Regions from separate parts of the Zea mays genome. Here all the other regions are linked to region 2. Evidence: chromatin contacts called from public Hi-C data. All regions are on one chromosome and are shown on one strand. Each heading gives the region's core, a stretch centred on a gene start, on an enhancer-like site or on the middle of the called end of the contact. The rest is flanking DNA. Distances are from core to core; before and after follow the strand shown. Region 1 holds the start of LOC103632344 (kinesin-like protein KIN-4A). Region 2 holds the start of LOC100304031. Region 3 holds the start of LOC103632346 (type I inositol polyphosphate 5-phosphatase 2).

Evidence for each region. A called contact is a pair of places that touch in the nucleus more often than the background predicts.
Region 1: a contact with region 2 is called in a Hi-C map of tassel, with 2.0 times the contacts expected there. The contact joins the promoter of LOC103632344 here to the promoter of LOC100304031 in region 2. A contact is called at or near these places in 2 of 25 Hi-C or Micro-C datasets (bundle sheath and tassel).
Region 3: a contact with region 2 is called in a Hi-C map of tassel, with 3 times the contacts expected there. The contact joins the promoter of LOC103632346 here to the promoter of LOC100304031 in region 2. A contact is called at or near these places in 8 of 25 Hi-C or Micro-C datasets (bundle sheath, ear, endosperm and 3 more).

What each region holds. Positions count from the first base shown.
Region 1 is chr7:49,116,270-49,118,969 of Zm-B73-REFERENCE-NAM-5.0, reverse strand. LOC103632344 (kinesin-like protein KIN-4A) reads left to right here and starts at 1,356. Exons shown (of 25, transcript XM_008654154.3): 1 at 1,356-2,396. The coding sequence starts at 2,274.
Region 2 is chr7:49,598,334-49,601,089 of Zm-B73-REFERENCE-NAM-5.0, reverse strand. LOC100304031 reads right to left here and starts at 1,447. Exons shown (of 3, transcript NM_001364710.1): 1 at 1,168-1,447; 2 at 109-174. The coding sequence starts at 1,330. The coding sequence ends at 140.
Region 3 is chr7:49,229,800-49,232,499 of Zm-B73-REFERENCE-NAM-5.0, reverse strand. It overlaps LOC103632346 (type I inositol polyphosphate 5-phosphatase 2), which reads left to right and starts at 1,404. Exons shown (of 10, transcript XM_008654158.4): 1 at 1,404-1,824; 2 at 1,939-2,038; 3 at 2,130-2,207. The coding sequence starts at 1,792.

The DNA.
Region 1 (2,700 bases), core at 107-2,606, 480 kb after region 2:
ATATATAAAAAAACAAACAAGTACATTGTTCTGGAAGGCACATGGGACTGGCTAACCACCGAGACGTGAAAGGGGATCCAGCACTTTGTGCAAAACAATATGATACTCAGATAATGTGACGTGCATGTGTGCGCGCGCGAGAGAGGGGCACCTGCCCCCGCATAAACTACGGGATTATTACGTCGCTGTTAGAGGGGAGGTGGAGCGTTGGCATCAGCGACGTCCCGCGCGCAAACCGAATGTGGCCTGTTGAGACGCCATTCACGCGTACGCCTCCTCCTCCTCCTCCTCCTCCTCTGTTTCTGCTTGCTTGCTAACCTAATGGCATAGCAGAATTGACGCCCCATCAGCTTCGATCGATGGAGTTAGGAGTGTTGTTTGTTTCATCGTCTATCTACTGTCCTCTGAGTGACGGCGACGTCGCCATGCATGCTCTCGACACTCTTGCGCCTTGCAACTTATTAGGAGTACTTGTTACTTTACTACTCCGTTCTGACTTGACTCTAGACCACGTTCTGTGTGTGCTGTGCTGTCATATATAGCGTCGTTGGCCCGTGTTCGTTTTTTTTTGTAGCGGTGGTGGGAGGAGGAGGAGGAGATGGGGACAGCGTTTGTTAGCGATTCGAGGGGGAAAGCTTATTACATGAAACAACGGCACCAGTCAATGCTTTTCGGTCCCCCAAGTTAATTTCTTGTGGTCTTGTGGAAGCCACTAGGCAACGATGCGGCAGCGTCACGTTTATGGATGGGAAATACGTTACGGTATGTATAAAGTGCATGAGAACTCAACGTGGCGCTACAGTTACAGTATGCCTGGCTCCACATCACCACATGCAGTGCACTGCCGTACCGTGTACGTAGCTTGTCTTGTCCCGCTGTTGTTTTCCCTAGCTACTACACGTTGCCATTGTCCGTTACATTTACTATATATATATACTACCAGTACCAGAGAGCAGGTGGGCAGCTCTGATGTTCTGGCTCCTGACTGCCTTCACAGGCACTGAATCGGAGCAACAGTTCCGGTTTCTCTTTCTATTATTTCTCGATTAATAAGGCGAGAAAAAGGCGACCAGCGAATGAAATGGGGAAAATGTGTTTTCCTGATAGAAATCCTGCCCGCGATAATTATTTTTTTTATAAAAAAAAATTAGCACTACGTCTCGCTTGATAGGGATCCGTACGGAAAAAGATAAATCAGCAGATGGTAGGATTTACTTTCAAGACGAGAGAGAGAGAGGTCAGTTCGGTCAATTGTGCTTGGGTCACTAACAACCAAGAAGATGCCACGTCCTTGTTGCGGCGGACGGACGAGCGAGCGAGCGAGCAGTGGAAAGGTAATAACACCGCAGCTGCAGGCAGTGATTAATCACTCGCTCTCTCGCTCGCTCCCCGTCCCTGCCCACTCACTCACTCACCTTCGCCGGGAAAAAAAGGAGGAAAGGAAATAAAATACTCCAAGCCAAGAGAGCGGCAGGCCGCAGGGGCACCCCCCACACCCACAGGCCATCCTTCACCAGCACACACTCATCTCCCACACCTAGCCTAGCCTTGCTTTGTCCTCCTCCGTCTCGCTCTCGCTCTCCGTCTCCATTCCCACCCACCACCAAACACCAGGCCCAAAGGACCCCCCGCCTTCCCAACTAAGAGCACCAGCGCAGCGGGGAGGGGGAATCAGGGCAGCAAGATCCGAGCAGCAGGAGTGGCAAGCAGCATTTGTAGCCACAGCTCGCTCACTCAATTGCAGCTAGCCGCGGTTGCGGTTGGACTGGATCGGCGGCAGGGCAGGGCAGGGCAGGGCGCGCGGCGGTGGTGGTAGTTGCAGAAGTGACGGTCAAGTTTTCCTCGCTCCTTGCTTCGGCCGAGACTCCGCCTGACGCTACTACCAACATCTCCACCTGAATCCATCTCTATCTACCTCGCACGAACGAACAGAGACAGGGGAGGGGAGGGGGGGAATTGAAGTGTAACCCAAGGAAAGGAACCATGATGGTGTGGCAGGCGGAGGAGGAGGATTGATCCATCCGTCAACCCATCAGACCCGTCCATCCATCGGTGGTGGTGGTGGTGGCTGCTGTTACTCGCTATCACCATCTGCTGCTGCCTGCTTTAGTCTTTTGCTTCACTTCTCTTCTTTCTATCCTTCCTCCCCCTGTCTGTTTGTCTGTCTTATTGCCCTCCCTGTTCTTGTTGCTGCTTGCATTGAGAAAAGAGAGAGAGAGAGACAGAGAGAGATAGAAAGTGGTTGCTAGTTGTATGGTCGTCCGGTGGGCGCGATGACCATGGAGCACGGCGAGGATTGCTGCGTCAAGGTGGCGGTCCACGCGCGCCCCCTCATCGGCGACGAGAAGCTGCAGGGCTGTAAGGACTGCGTCGCCGTCGTGCCGGGCAAGCCGCAGGTATCGATTCTGCGACTTCTTTGCTTCTTCGCTGGGGAGTGGGCCGGGCATGAATCTTCGGATGTTTCTGAACCTGTGTTTCCCGCCCTCCTGCGTGTGCCTTGTTTACATCTCGGATACACAATTCAGACTCTGGATTGACCCCTGCCAAACAATATTTTTAGAAGTCTGCCTGTCCTGCTATTTCCCCATGTTTTCTAGTACAATTTTCAGAGGCATTTTGACACTGCATGCAGATTTTCAGGGTGTTTCTTCTTCTTCTTCTTCTTCTTCTTCTCTGTATTCTATTCTATCTTGCACCGCT
Region 2 (2,756 bases), core at 198-2,697:
CCAAACTAGGGTGACCTATTGGGTCCCATGAAAATTAAGCCTATGCATGACAAAATGATTATAGAGAACATTATTGGAAAAATAAAAGTGGTGAAGGGCACAACTTGCCTTCAATGAGCTCCTGCTCAGCAATTTCCACCTACTGAACACCTGGGTCCTCGGTCACTTGTTCGTCTACTCGAAGCAATACAAACAAACATGGTATAGGAGAAATTAACATCACACCAATCATGAGAATAGAATACATAATAGTAATTTACGCATCGTAATGAGATTGTAGGTTCGAGAATCGCTAAATTTAGAGTTACGGATATCAAGTTATGATTTTTCTGAAGTCTGTATGTGTTTGGTACACGAATAACTAAGTGATACATTTTAATCTAGGTTTCATGCTAAAACAGAGTTAGCAAGTGATAAACAATATTAATACCAAATTAATGCAACTAGAATGGGTTAAAAAGGAGTGGAAATGAATTTTCTATGGATTAAACAAGTTCCTGGAATTAATTTTGTACTAAAAATCAATTTCTGTATCCATTTATTCGGTTTACTTATTCCCTGGGACGACGTCCATAATTACTGGAAAGATTAGTGGTTAAAACACTAAAAACAGGACCTAAAAGTAATACTCCTAAAGCTAAGGCGGACTGTGGGTTGAATCGGTGAAACTACAGGGGCTCTTACACAATTAGGGCGCAGCGAAGGGGTATGGATCAATTTCGGTCGTCCGATCAGAACTGAGCGCTTAGGATTAAACGTTATATAAAGTGAACCGGTATGGAACCAGCGTCGTTTGATCTCAACGCGACGCTCCGGATTAAACCCACGCGTTAAGTAATAGGTAACTCGCCCCGATCGTTAGATCCGATCTCAACGGATGAGGGACGACCACGGCCCGACCTTGATCTAAGACATTCATTACCGCATCAATGCTCTAGATCTAATTGAGTGAACTGGTATGTCATGATCTAATCATGACCGTCCGTGATGGATCCTATGGAGCACGTGATCTCTCTGTTTCCCCCTTCTCTCAGATGTCGCCATGGCGGCACCGACCGCGCTATGGCGGCGATCATGCCAGCGAGTGACCCAGTCGAGCGCAAGCTCCAAATTGAGATACGCAACACGTTGATAAGGACATGGTGAGCACGGGGGAGGTTTGCATACCGAGGGTTACGCAGAGCCGAGTACTGCCTGCGGGAGTCCGAGTACCGCGACGGACCTTGATGCTCCGGCAAACAATTTCTCCGGCGTCCAGAGTCTTCCTCGTTCGAGGAGTCGGGTGTGCGTGATTCTCGCACGACGACAAACCCGTCGAGGCCCCTCCCATTCACTGACTGCTGGCAACACCGGAATTCAAGTGCGACGGACACATCCCTCCTCTCGGCTACCGGCGAACTTCACACCCACACCTGGTTGAACGTGGCACTCGGATGGGTTATGGGAGAGGAAGCACGGGAGTTTGATCCACCTTTGTAGCCGGGACGAGGTGGTCCAAGGGCAGCTAGAATCCTGGGGCGGCGCAACAACTCGACCGCGAAGTCCGCTCGGGAAGAGAACAGGGGACATGAGGGCCCCACGTGTCAGAGAGAGAAAGTGGTTGGTGCGCGCACGCGTGTGGCTACTAGTGGGCCCCACTTGTCAGTTGGCTCACGCGTGCGAATGAAAGGAAGTGGTGGCTGCAGACCAGTAGCCCCCGGTTGTCACAGCGCTGGCGCGAAGAAAAGGAGGGCCGCGCGGGAGTTCATTAGTGGGCTGGCGCAAATCGGCCCAAGCGCAGTTTTCATTTTTTTCTTTTTTTCCTTTTCTGTTTTCTTTTCTTTTTATTTTTAGAGTTCAAATTTTAATTAAAACTTGGTTGTGAACTTGTACTTAGATTAAATGTACAAATTGAACATACCAATAAGGAAGGAATTTATTTATTTATATATTTATTTTGTATTGTGTAGTAATTTTTTTCTCTTTCCCTTTCTATGTTATTTCCAACTTTTAAATTGCAAATTAGGTTAAATCCTAATTTGGACACTAATATATATCCATTAATATTATTACTATTAGTTATAAATGCACAAACAAATAACCTCCAACATGATGCATAGATTATTTTAGGCGTCATTAGTTAATTATTCACTTTAAATATAGTTATTCACATGTTCCAATAAGGGGAGGACAACACATATATGAAGATTACTCTCACTTTTATTATCACCACCAGTTGGGTATTACAATTCTCAAGGAAGCCCACGAAATGGCCTATTTCATACACCCTGACAGCGAGAAAATGTACCAAGACCTGAAGAAAAGATTCTGGTAGTACGGTATGAAAAGGGAGATCGCGGAGTATGTTGCCATATGTGATAGTTGTCAGAGAATTAAGGCGGAGCATCAAAGGCCCGCAGATTTGTTGCAGCCATTGCAGATTCCTAAATGGAAGTGGGATGACATTGGGATGGACTTTATAGTCAGTTTGCCTCGCACTCGAGCCGGTTATGACTCCATCTAGGTATTAGTGGATAGCTTAGCAAAGGCGGCTCATTTCGTACCAGTCAAGACTAGCTAAAGCACTACAATGTTGGTAGAGTTATACATGTCTCGGATTGTATGCTTACATGGTGTTCCGAAGAAGATAGTGTCCGACTAGGGAACCTAGTTTACTCCTCACTTTTGGCAACAATTGCATGAAGCCTTGGGTACCCATTTGAATTTCAGTTCAGCTTATGACCCGTAGACAGATGGTTATACCGAGAGAACCAACC
Region 3 (2,700 bases), core at 155-2,654, 370 kb after region 2:
ATAACCCCTCACAGCTATTTCAAATTAACCCGTTGCACGCCTATAGATGGCCAAACGGCGGCCCGGCACGGACCAGACGCCCGTGAGCCACAATTCTGGCCCAGGCACGTCATGCCGGCCTGCTGACTATGCTGGGCTAGCTCGTTAGCCCGTCGGCTAATTTGATTAAATCAGCGTAAAATGTTAAAAACCAATGCAGGAGGTGGGGTTCGAACCCATGCCTTGATGCAAGAAGGGCGGGAGACACTGGTGAAACTGTCTAACAATATTGAATATAAATTGTATACATGTATATACGTTTTTTTGTAAAATAAAAAATATATAATCGTGTTGGACCGGGCCAGCACTACAGGCCGAGACTATAGCCCAAGCACGACACAACGTTCTTGGCTCTTGCAAATATTATGTCGTTTCTGAGACCACATTGGCACAATGGACTCCATGGTGTTTGAGGTTGCTGAATTGGATGGAGCAACAATGATTTGTCACACTAACAGTAAAATGAAAGGTTATTTGTTGGTTTTAAACGTTAGTAATTGCTACAAAGTAGCATAATTTATATGGAGTGCATCCAGTTTTTATTGATGGCTGACTTTAGCAATCACTCTATATTTTGATCTATCTTTTTTATAAGTTTAAGTTCATGGGACTTATTTTAGAAACTTGAGCTCACAAACTTTCTCTTATTTGGTGTCTGTATGGTGGAATTATGTCATTTTATAATCTCTGTTCGTTTAATCAGTCGTTGTGAACTCTATTCTAATCGTTCACTTCATTGGCCGTGTTATACCAAGACATATTGGATGGAGTAAACAATAACATCAGTTAGCAAAATCAAAAAAATATTATACGGAGAGCGGGGACAATCAATAAAAAAACTTGAAATTTTTTTGCTGAATAGTTTACATAGATATTGTTGTAAGCCGTCGCAACGCACGAGCAACCGACTAGTTGACATTAATGTTTCACTCTGATGTAGCTCTTCCTCCACTTCTTATGTGAGCTGTCTCACTCTGTTTCACTTTGAGAAATATCTTGCTATCCTAGATGGTTAGAGGCCTTCCTGTTCTTTGATTCGGAACCAAGAGCCTAGTGTCTCTCTATTTCCATAGTAAAGTGAACAGGACCAGGACCACAGATAGTGCCCGTCTCCACCAATTTTTTGCGTCATCTGTCTGTGCTAATAAGTAATGGCTGTTTTGATCCATCAAATCCAGTATTTCTTTTCTCGAACACGCTGAAGAGCCCATCAAATCCAGTATGATCCACACATATGTGGACCTGTCCATCTCTTCGAACAGTATGATGATGCTGTGCTTGTCCCTGTCACATGGTATAATGTCTTGTTGGACCATGTGCACTTGGTAGAAGTTCATGCAGGACAAACACTGGATGTTGTCCACCAATTGTGCTCAAATTTTCGCATATCTACCCTTTTCTTAGTTTTCTTATGCTAGAAAGCAACAGTTGTTATATTGGTGTCTACTTCACATATTCTCCATGACCAAGTGGACAGCGGTGGGAGTATTCAATATGGATCTTACTGCTGCAAAAGCTATTCTGCAATTTGAAGGACAAGTGGTAACAGTGAACTAGCTGGAAACTTAATGCCGACTTCCACTTTGTCTAGTTGCATCTTTCCTGTATGTATTTATCTTGCATCTGCTTCCCCCCTAGTAACTCGTTGGAACATATCCCCCTAGTAGATAGTTGGAACATATGGACCTGTCTTTTCTTTGAAATGGAGGGAGGTTCGAAGTTTTGTTCCTAGCCTTCCTTGTAGCGTTGAAGATGATGAGAGATCAAAGAAGAAAACAGTCAGAGGTAATCTGCAGAAATGGGTAGCTTCAGTATATGCTTGTATGAATTATGATGGATCGTTTTTCCCTTTTACTGCTCTTGATAATGCCGAGTTATCTGACCTGGTATAAATTGCAGCCATTTTGGTCTTCAATGGTGATGAAAAAATGGCTAAACATCAGGCCGAAATTAAATGATTTCAGCGAAGACGAGTTTGATACAGGCAGTGAGGATAGTGGTATGAGGAATTGCATGGGTATTCTCTACAAATTTCTTTGCTTGTATCCTCAATAATTTCACGCAAATTAGAATTTTACACCTTTTCTCAGACGGTACTAACTCTGGAGATGATAATAACTTCTTTGAGATACATGGAAATCTCAAATACATGATTAGCAAATCATCAGGTAAGATTGTTTCCATAAACGCCTACAGTGATGTCTATAGCTTGACTGCGTTTTAAGCAGTGTTTTCCTAAATGCTTAACAGTGGGTCACCTACCATATAGTGACTATTTTGGCTAAACGGCCATTTAAATGGGAAATCAAGTTTAACATAATAGCACAGCTCTGGCATGTATTGTAAGTTTATTGTAGCATTCATTATAACTAGTTGACTAGTGCTTGTGGAGCTAAAGTTTGCTTTGCTTGCTACAACATTGTAGAAAAATACCATACTGTTCCTAATGGTGGCATAACAATGATTCTCTTGCAGCTTTAGGTTTGCAAAATTATTTCTCAAACACGCAGCGTCATTTCATTAAGAAGAATAGAGTGTACATAGAGTACAAGGGGAGAAGAATCTCCAAGCACACACACTAACACACAGATTTGCAAAATAATACCCTATCTTGAACCTGCAAAGCTCAGATTTATGCGGATATGTTGATACCCTATAAAT